2 separate regions of the Sus scrofa genome follow, and region 2 is linked to region 1. The links are chromatin contacts, called in public promoter capture Hi-C maps. All regions are on one chromosome and are shown on one strand. Each heading gives the region's core, a stretch centred on a gene start, on an enhancer-like site or on the middle of the called end of the contact. The rest is flanking DNA. Distances are from core to core; before and after follow the strand shown.

Region 1 (5,750 bases), core at 2,602-5,101:
CAAACTTACGGTTGCCAAAGGGGAAAGGGGGGGAGGGATAAATTAGAAGTTTGGCATTGAGAGATACACACTATTTTACATAAAATATATAACCAACAAGGTCCTATTGTATAGCACAGGGAATTATGCTCAATATCTTGTAATAACCTATAATAGAAAAGAATCTGAAAAGGTATATATTTATATATATAGAGAGAAAGGGGAATAAGAAATATACACACATATACATGTTTCATATAAATATATATATATATACACACACACACATCACTTTGCTGCCCAGCTGGAACAAACACAATATTGTAAATCAACTATATTTCAATTTTAAAAATAAATACATAAAAAATAAAAAGTGAAAAAAATGGCTTTCTTCTTTCTTTCTTTCTTTCTTTTTTTTTTTTTTTTTTTTTTGGCTGCACCCTTGGCATACAGAAGTTTCTGGGCCAGGGATTGAATCCAGTAAAGTGGCATTGTTATAGAAAAAAACCTCTGGCCCTTGGTCCTCCAAGGCGGGGGTCCCTGGTGCCCAGGCCTCTGCTTACGTATATGCGAGGGTGAGGGGAAGGAGCCAGAGGGCAGATGGATTGGTTTGACCGGGTCAAGGTTACCTACAAGTTAATAAATAATGAGCTGGGAGAAGGGGGGGCAGGTGGTTGGGGGCCTGGATGTGGGTCGTGGAGGGAAATTCCCAGAAAGCATGTGGCAAGGACCCCATCCTGGAATGGCCATAGGCCGGGGAGGCTGGGGGGGGAGGGGTCCCTGCTGCTCCCAGGCTTGGCCACGCCCGTGTGAGGCAAGGGTGGGGTTGGGGTGCAGCCAGGAGATAACAAGACAGGCAGCCCTGGGCTCCCCTTGCCTAGAAATCATGCCCACTTCCCTTCCTTTCTTCTCTCCTGCACTCCAGCTAGTGTTCCCAGATAAAATGCAGAATGCCTGGCTAAACTTGAATTTCAGATAAACAACAGATTATTTCATTGATCTAAAAATGTCGCAGAGGAGTTCCCATTGTAATTCAGTGGGTTAAGAACCCGACTAGTATTCATGAAGATGCGGATTCAATCCCTGGCCTTGCTCATTGGGTCAAGGATCCAGCATTGCCACAAGCTGTAGTGGAGGAGGGAGATGTAGCTTGGATCCAGTGTGGCTGTGGCTGTGAGGTAGGCCAGCAGCTGCAGCTGTGATTCAACCCCTAGCCTGGGAATTTCCACATGCTGCAGGTGCAGGCCTAAAAAGACAAAAAAAAAAAAAAAAAAAAAAAAAGTCTCAGACATCCCACTTAGGACCAGCTCAGGCAGCCTCACACTCCCTCCATCCATACCATGAACGCCTCCTTCCTCCCTCCTCTGTCCACTTATTTTGCCCCCCCACCCCCCTTCCCCAAACTTCTGATCACAAATGTCCATTTCCCAGGAAAAAACCCTGGGGAATTCCTCCTCTCGCTCCTCCCCACCCCAGGAGACATTTCTCCACGTTCCCCTCCATTCCTCGGGTCACTCCCTCCAGATCAGGGCCAGGACTCTTCCCAGACTCCCACTGCCATGCAAATAAGCCTTCCCTGCAAGCCCAGGGCTCCGAGACATCTGGGTTCCCTGAATTGTCAAACAGCAGGAACTACCATCAGGCCCATTGCTCAGATGGACCCACTGAGGGGCTGAGGGAAAAGGAGTCAGCCTCTCAAGTCTAGCAGGAATTCCTTCTCCAGGCTCTCAAATCACAGAGCTCCAATGCTTAAGGCTATAATGAAACCAGGAAATGGGGTGGATATTTTGGCAGGAGGACAGAGGAGGAAGATAAGATATGGGGGGTTGGGGGGTCCTGGCAGGTGTGCCCCCATCCCAGTTTCAGAAGTTGAACCCTGATTCTGGAGAGTAATCAGGTATTTGCCTCACCCTCCTCCTTGTCTTCCAAAGAAAGGGTGTCGCAATCAGAGCAGACAGAGGCCAGGTTTGTTCTATTTCTCCACACCTCCCCCCACTCGGGGCGGGGGGCATCGCCAGGAACAAGCGTGGTTTACAGGAAATCAGAGCAAATTCCCCATTAACCCCTTCCAGGGAGCTTTGGAAACCAGCTCTCCAGGATCTGGATTCCCCCCTCCTACCCCTTCCATCACCGCCCCCCCCCCCATGCTCAACTGAAAGTCAAATCAAAATCCAATTAAAACGACACTGAGGCAAAAATCCAAACTTTTGCCCCCCCAAGGGGAAATTGGCAGTTTTGTGCAGGGCTGGCAAGTATGCAAATCAATATAATTATGGACAGGAACCGAATGATATCTAGCGAGATTACTGTTGATCCAGAGTTATCCCATTGCGGCAAGAACCCTTTGAAGTGGCTGCTGTTATAACCCCACTTTACATGAGGAAACCGAGGGGCAAGTGGTTATCAGTAACTTGCTCAAAGTTTACCACTGAACAATCTGGAGGGAGCATGCTCTGTAACAATAACCATCTGTCTGTCCATTAAGAAGTGGCTGCTTGCTTCCACAATGTAATGTGAGGCCATTGCCTGTGAGAACAAGGAAGCTCTCTGTGCACTGATATGAAATGATATCTGAGGTATATTGTTTATGAAAAAGCAGGTATAACCCAGGAAGAATAGTGTGTAGAGCTTGCTAATATGTGTTTTTAAAATGTGTGAACATTTGTAAACCTGAGATTTGGTTCCATGGTCCTGTCTGAGACCTGGATGGTTAGCAACAGGAGTGAGAAGAAGATTGTTTTTCCCTGTATGTGCACTTTTTTTTGTTTGTTTGTTTTGTTTTGCTTTTTAGGGCCACACCTGCAGCATATGGACATTCCCAGGCTAGGGGCTGAATCAGAGCTATGACTGCCAGCCTACGCCACAGTCACAACAATGCAGGATTTGAGCTACATCTGCGACCTACACCACAGCTCACAGCAACGCTGAATCCTTAACCCCCTGAGTGAGGCCAGGGGTCGAACCTGCAACCTCATGGCTCCTAGACGGATTCCACTGCACCACCATGGAAACACCTGTGGATGCACTTTTACCTTTTAGATGTTGAACCGTATGAATATAATACCTGTTCATATGCAAAAAATTACATACAATTTTTAATAATAATAATAATATCCTAAGAAGATGTTGATGCAACATAAAAGCTAGCAATAGGACCTCCCTTGATTATGACTTTTATAAAAAAAATCATAGCTACTCAGGCCTCCTGGCAAGAGTAGGTGAAGGGAGCTCCAGGCTCTCCATGCCCTAGAAAGCATTCTCATATGGATAGTGAACTCCTATATATTCGTCAAAGCCCAGCTGAAATGTCCCCTCCTCCAAGAAGATTTCCCTGACCCTCCAAGAAGCTGAGTTCTTCTCCACCAGGGAAGACACTCCATGGGGCTAGGAGTGTTGGTGCTGGACTCTGTCTCCCACCCCCACCCCAGCATGGAAGACTCTGGAAGTGGGACTCTTGCTGCCAGCATCGACTTGAATTCACAGGAAGGGTTTGGTTAATAAGTGCATGGCCAAAAGTGGACTGAGAGCCAGGTGCAGATATCGGGGAAGGGGGGCAGGCACTATCTGGGGAAGAGAGAATAATTTTCCTCCACTACAAAGTGGGTATAGCAGGGACAGGTCCCCATTCACCAGCCAGCCTTGACCATGAGAGAGGCCAGGGCAGGAGGCTGTTGTATTCTTGTTGCAGGAGGACGTGCCCTTAGGTTATTTTCCCCAGGACTGTGATGGCCACACAGATTGAAAAACTTTGGAAATGACATTGAGAAATCTGGGGCAGCCCCAGGGAGGGGGGAGGCCACAGGGAGTGGAGGGCTGGGCTGAAGAGGGGGAAAAGCAGCTGCCAGATAAAAGGCAGCCTCCAGCAGCCTCTGCTCACTTCCCCCCCACCCCCGTCCTTTCCCTCTGTCCCTTTGTCCCTCCACCGTCCCTCCATCATGGGGTCCACCTCGGGTCCCAGGCTGCTGCTGCTGCTCCTGACCAGCCTCCCCCTAGCCCTGGGGGATCCCATGTGAGTAATCACAACCCCAACCCCCAAACAAGGCTGCTTCTGCATTGGGAGTGGGCACTTGTGAGTATAGGTCTCTGCAGGTTTAGGGTGCATGTACGGTGCTGGTTGATTCTGTGGCTTGTGATGAGGTTGGGGTGAGTCTCAGAAGTTGGGGTTGGGTGAGTCTCAGAAGTTTGGACTCCATAGGATCTGGGAGTTTGTAGTTTTAGCATTTAGGAGTTTCAGAGATGCGGTTTGGATGTATGTGGCTGAGGGGATGGATTGGGTTGTATTTATAGGTCTGGGGTGCTAGAGGTTTAGGAGGCTGTTTAGGGTGTTCCAGGGTTTGGGTATTTAGAGACTTGAGGTATTTAAAGATTTAGGAGTTCTGACCTTGGAGCAGTGGGTTAAGAATTCGACTGCAGAGGCCAGGGTCGCTGATCCGGTGCGACCATAAAATGATAAAAAATAAATAAACGATTAAAAAAAAGATTGAAGGGTTGAGACTTCTGGAATTTGTGGGTTTGATTGTGGGCTTGGAAGTCCATCGTCTTGGAGGAATTGGTTCTGATTTTGAGGTTCAGGAATTGATGGGATCTGAAGCCCCCAAGCTGTCCTCCAGTCATCGGATCCCCCGCAGGGCTAGGGGCTGGGGCAGAGCGCTGACCCTGGGGGTGCCTAGCATCTCGTGCCCCTGGGATGACAGCTCTACGCCTCGTCCTCCCCTCCCGCAGTTACACCATAATCACCCCCAACGTCCTGCGTCTGGAGAGTGAGGAGATGGTGGTGTTGGAGGCCCACGAAGGGCAAGGGGATATTCGGGTTTCGGTCACCGTCCATGACTTCCCGGCCAAGAGACAGGTGCTGTCCAGCGAGACCACGACGCTGAACAACGCCAACAACTACCTGAGCACCGTCAACATCAAGGTGGGCGCGCTCAACAGCCGGACCGCTGAAGCCCCACCCCTTCTTTGAGTCCTCTTGGTAGCTGAGCCCCTCCTCCCTTTCTGAGCCCCACCCACCCTGCCTGAGCCCCGCCCCTTCTGTCTGAGTGTCTCCATTCTGAACCCCGCCCCTCTGAGTCTCCTCCCCTTCGGAGCCCTTCCCCTTTTGGAGTCCGGGTCACTTTTTGGAGCCCCCTCCCACTCTCTCATCCCGGTCTTTCTCTGAGTGTCCCCACCTTCTGAGCCCTCGTCTTTCTCTCAGCCCGGCCCCCTTCCAAGCCCCACCATGTCTGAGCCCTTCCCCATTTCTGACCCCTCCCCTCCAACCCTCCTCCCTAAGTCCTTTCTTCTTTTAGAACCCGTCCCCTCTCCGAGTCTCCTCCCCTTTCTGAACCCCCTACCCCTTCTGAGCCCTCCTTCCGCTAAGCCCCCTGCCTGAATCCCCCTTCCCATCCCTCCCTCTGACTCCCTACCCCCTCTCTTGCCCTTTGGCCCTTCCCCGAGTACCTCTTCTCTCCCCAAACCTGGGCAAAGCAGGAGGACCAGAAGTGACAAGCAGGCTCTGTTGCGAGGAGGGGCGGGTGCGGACCCAGCCGAAGTCCTAGAGGCTGGATGGTGGGCAAGGGGTCTTGGCCCCTAGTGATCCCCTGGTTCCTGCTCAGATCCCGGCCAGCAAGGAGTTCAAATCAGAGAAGGGGCACAAGTTCGTGACCGTTCAGGCGCTCTTTGGGAACGTCCAGGTGGAGAAGGTGGTGCTGGTCAGCCTTCAGAGCGGGTACCTCTTCATCCAGACGGACAAGACTATCTACACCCCAGGCTCCACGGGTAAGGGGCTGAGG
Region 2 (5,113 bases), core at 881-3,380, 260 kb after region 1:
CACTGTGTCCCTTTGCTACAGCCTGGGCCACCATGAAGATGATCAGGGGGGACTTGAGGATGTCTCTGGTGCCCAGGGAGGAGGGAGTAGGGTTGGTGCCTGGTAGGGGCCGACAGGCACCAAGGTGATTGTAGGCACAGCTTGACAACATGGGACACACAAATGCTGGTGGACTCGTTTTTGCCCTAGGGTGGCATCTACAGGTGCATTTCCACATCTAGCGGCATATCCAGGTAGGGCATGCATTAGTGTTGCTGTGGGTTGTGTGGATAAGGATGTGAATCCGAACAGGCCAGGCCCTTTGCATGCAGCACCTTCTTGAAAGCATCACAATAACCCCATCACCCCATTTTACAGTTGAGGAAACTGAGATGCACAGAGGGGCAAGGACTGGCCCATCCCTCCAGTGTCATTCCATACCATCTTCCCCTTCCTTTACAGTATTTCAGCCTCAGTGGCCTCCCTTCTGTCCCTGGAACTCATTCCTCCCATGATGTTCCTCCCCATTCCCCCCTCCCTGGAAGTCCCTCCTTCAGGTCACAGCTCACCCATCAGGTCTTCTATATGCTCTGTCTAAAGAGCCTCCCATTCCATTATTCCCAGTCTTGGAATCCCATTCCCTCCAGCAATGCCCCGATCAGTAATGATTTTGCCTGTTTACTTGCTCTTGTCTCCCCAGCCAGATCGCTGTATTCCATACTCCATGAGGACAAGGACTATTTGTCTTTCTCATCCCATCTCTATATTTCTTGTCTTTTCTTTTTTTTTAGGGTTGCACCGGGGGCATGTGGAGGTTCCCAGGCAAGGGGTCCAATCGGAGCTACTGCTGCTGGTCTACGCTACAGGTACAGCAACGTCAGATCTGAGCTGAGCCTGAGACCTACACCACAGCTCACAGCAACGCCAGATCCTTAACCCACTGAGCAAGGCCAGGGATCAAACCCACAACCTCATGGTTCCTAGTCGGATTTGTTTCTGGTGCACCACGATGGAACTCCCCGTCTCTATATTTCTAAGTAGTTGGTGTGGTTTCTGACGTATGGTATTGGGTAAGGAATAAATGAAAGTCCATAACTATCAGACCCACCCATGGAGTGCTGTAGTTTATGGTGCAGTTTTGGTGTCTTTGCTTAGCCAACTCCTAGTTTAAAACGTCCCTCTTGGAGTTCCCGTCGTGGCTCAGTGGTTAACGAATCCAACTAGGAACCATGAGGTTTCGGGTTCGATCCCTGGCCTTGCTCAGTGGGTTAAGGATCCGGTGTTTCCATGAGCTGTGGTGTAGGTCACAGATGCGGCTCGGATCCCGCGTTGCTGTGGCTGTGGCGTAGGCCGGCGGCTACAGCTCCGATTGGACCCCTAGCCTAGGAACCTCCATATGCCGCGGGTGCGGCCCTGGAAAAAGACAAAAAGAAAAAAAAAGTCCCTCCTCCCTGAGCCACCTGCTCTTTCCCCGTAGCAGCCCTGTTCTTCCTGGCTTGTAGGTATCATTTTCCGAGACTGTATAATCCACCACAACCTCCAAGAGGACAGGAGATGGTTTGTCATATTCACCATGAACTGCCCAGAACCCAGCCAGCAGGTGCTGAAAGTGGATGGAAGAATGGCTGGTCCCGAGCATGCGAGCATGCGCAGTTGTGTTACTACATGGTGGGGGAGGGGTGTGTGCACACCTGGAATTGGACAGGGAGGGTACTCGTACCTCTCGTACCTCTCTCCTGCCCTCCATAGCCTCCTTCCCTTCCATCCAGTTAGCCAGCCACCTCCGCGATGTTACCCTTCTGGGGCCTCAGGGCCCTGGCCATCTGTGCAGCTTGAACTTGCACAGACCCACTCCGCCAGCGGCCGGTGGGGTGATCCCCACCCAGGCCTTGACCCCTCCTGGCTCGGTTCCAACGTCACAAGGGCTCCTGGCCCGATCACTTGACGAGATTATGGTTTCCCTCCTGGGGCTTAGGGAAAAAATGAACACCAAAGAGACTCAGGTGGAGCCGCAGTGTTTCCGTGCGAAGGAGGTCTCAGGCACCATGGTAACGCGGCCTCCTCGGACTCACTTCCGGAGTGGAGTAGCGCATGCGCAAGGCTTCTGGGCGGCCAGGAAAAAGGCTTGTTTCTCCACCCCTTCCCAAGATGCCCCGCGGTCCTTAATTGGGACGTCACGAGCGGGGTGTTACTATACAGCGTGATTGAGTTATCCGCACTATATATTGCAGTCAGCTGGTGCAGGAGCAGTAGTAGGTGTTGCTTTTAAGTCAGATTCGGAGCCTGTGACGCGGCCCACGGGAGAGTTTCGCTTCCGGTTTAAGTGGCTGCGCAGGCGCAGACGTGGCACGAGAGGCCTCAGAGGCTGACCGCTGTTCCAGCGCCACCCCCGGATAGTTTTTCCTAGGATTGGCGGCTCGGGGTTCTCGATCAGGGACCAGAGAGCCGAAACCTCGAGGGCGGCTTCCGCGGGACCTAGAGACCCTCATCCCGGGGGAGTCGAAAAGGACGAGGATCCGACCAGATTTCTACCATTGCGCATCGCCCATGGCGGCCCTCGTAAGTGTAAGGCGAGGGGTTTCCGGGGTCCTGGCTGCAGCCTTTATACTCCCTCACTCACTGCACTGCTTTCTCTCCCCTCAGGGCCCCTGCAGCCAGAATGTCACTGAATATGTTGTCCGAGTTCCCAAGTAAGTCCCAGACCCCAGTTCCCCGTCTCCTCCCAAAAGGGACTAAGCCTTCAGGCACCTCCTGATTCTCCTTCCAGACCGGTAGCAATCTAAGGGCAGGGCTGAGGTTGAGCCGAGGTGTCTGGGGCATCACTGTTTTTTGAAGAGAGTGAATGAATGAACGAATGGGTGCATTATTAATACACAGTATGGGGAGTTCCGTGTGGCTTAGAGGTAAGAAACCCAGCTAATATCCATGAGGATGCGGGTTCAATCCCTGGCCTCACTCAGTGGTTTAAGGATCCAGTGTTGCTGTGGCTGTGGTGTAGGCTGGCAGCTGCAGCTCCGTTTAGACCCTAGGAACTTCTGTATGTGGCCGGTTTGGCCCTTTTAAAAAGCAAAAAACAAAACAAAAACAGTGCCGGTATGATGCAGCCCCCCTACCTAGCATTCCCTCTGCCACTGCCCACTGTGACTGCTGGGTGGATTCTTGTTGATCCTGGAAATCCTAGTTCCACTATATTCCCTATCTGCCACCTCACCCCCCTTGCCTAGGGCTGAGTTCCCAGTTAGCGCCAGATCTTGGGTTCCTAGAAATCTTTGTCCGTTTTTCTGAATGGAGTTGAGAATATGGATCCCACTTTGCCAACAGACTGGGAACCTCTGAGGTCTTTTATGGGTCCCCAGCATTGCCTGACACAAAGGGCTGAGCCAGGGAGGGTTTACTGAATGAATGACTGAGCACTGCCTCTTCATGTCCATTCCAGAAATACCACCAAAAAATATAATATCATGGCCTTCAATGCAGCTGATAAAGTCAATCTTGCTACTTGGAATCAGGTATGTTGAGGTTCGGAGGGGGTGAGAGAACCCAATCATGGACTTTGTGGTTGTTATAGTTGTTTAGTTGTGATAGTAACCAAGGCTTAGCTTCCTCAGCTCTTCACCATGGAGATAAGTGATGACTAAGGCCGAGGCCAAGTTGCTGAGCATGCCTGAGGGGTAAATGCAGGAGGTTTTCTCCTGAAAGGAGCTGTGCCTACCAGTGGGCATCTTGGGCCTGGATTTATCTGGGCAAGGGAGGGGGCTGCCTCCTACAGATGCTCTAAGAGCCCCCATTGTCAGAGGCTCTAGCAAGGGCTTTGGGAGCTGTCTTAGCTCATTCAGGAGGCTATAGCAGAATACCAGAGACTGTGGTTTCTCAACAGTAGAAATTTATTTCTCACAGTTCTGGAGGCTAGAAGTCTAAGATAAGGGACCAATAGGTTTGGTGTCTGGTGGGGCTCTGCTTCCTGGTTCACACCTGGCTCATTTCACTGTGTCCTTGCTTGGTAGAAGGGGGAAGGAGCTCTCTGGGATCCTTTTTTTTTTTTTTTTTTTTTCCGTGGCATGCAGAATTTGTCAGGCCAAAGATCAAACCCGAGCACCAGCAGTGACCTGTGCCACTGCAGTGACAACGCTAGATCCTTAACCTGCTGCACCACAAGGGAACTCCTCTGGGGTCCTTTTTTTTTTTTTTTTTTTTTTGGTCTTTTTAGGGCCGCAACCACGGCATATGGAGGTTCCCAGGCTAAGGGTCAAATCAGAACTGTAGCCACCAGCCTACACCAGAACCACAGCCACAGCAATGCCAGAACCGAGCCATGTCTGCAACCTACACCACAGCTCATGGCAACGCCGGATCCTTAACCCATTGAGTGAAGCCAGGGATCAAACCCGCAACATCATGGTTCCTAGTCAGATTTGTTTCCACTGCACCATGACAGGAACTCCTGGGATCCTTTTTAAGGGCGCTCATCCCATTCATAAGGCTCCAACCTCATAACCTAATCACTGGCAGGACCCGTCCTAAATATCATCACACTGGAAATTAGGTTTTAACATATGCATCTTGGGGGGACGCAGACATCCATCCATAACAGCAGCCATTAAAGGTTAAACAGAGAAATTGTAAAGTGAACTGGCCACTGAAGGGTCAAAGGCAGGTGAAAGGAGAACAGGGGAGAACAGGGGGAGGTGAGCCTTGATGGGGCTTGGAGCAAACAGCTTATGAGAAGTGGCTGGATTCTGACTTTTCTTTTTAAAAATTCTTTTTCTTACTTTCTTTTTTGCTGCCTCATGGCACATGGAGTTCCCTGGTCAGGGATCAAATCCCAGCCGCAGTGTGCAGCTGTGGCAACGCTGGATCCTTAACTCACTGTTCTGGTGAACCTGTGTACTGGTGCTGCAGAAACAGCATGGATCCCACAGCTCCATAGCAGAAACTCCTCTTTCCTTTTTTTTTTTTTTTTTTTTTTTTTAAACTTTACATTACGAAATGACTTCAAACTTTCAAAAAGCTGCAAAAAAGAGACATAGTACAGGGCTTAACCTAGATCCCTTTACCCACAGTCACTGAGCACCTTTTGGCCAAGCCAGAAATCAGCTCTGAATGGCCACTTCTCAACTTGGAAGGGAGGAAGGGG

What was found. Promoter capture Hi-C pulls out the DNA fragments that hold promoters and counts their contacts.
Region 2: a contact with region 1 is called in a promoter capture Hi-C map of liver, with 3 times the contacts expected there. The contact joins the promoter of GTF2F1 here to the promoter of C3 in region 1. A contact is called at or near these places in 1 of 5 promoter capture datasets (liver) and 3 of 47 Hi-C or Micro-C datasets (heart right ventricle and liver).

The regions. Positions count from the first base shown.
Region 1 is chr2:72,427,642-72,433,391 of Sscrofa11.1, forward strand. It overlaps C3 (complement C3), which reads left to right and starts at 3,852. Exons shown (of 41, transcript NM_214009.1): 1 at 3,852-3,988; 2 at 4,702-4,894; 3 at 5,574-5,736. The coding sequence starts at 3,915.
Region 2 is chr2:72,685,482-72,690,594 of Sscrofa11.1, forward strand. It overlaps GTF2F1 (general transcription factor IIF subunit 1), which reads left to right and starts at 2,131. Exons shown (of 12, transcript XR_301807.3): 1 at 2,131-2,538; 2 at 2,623-2,669; 3 at 3,416-3,488.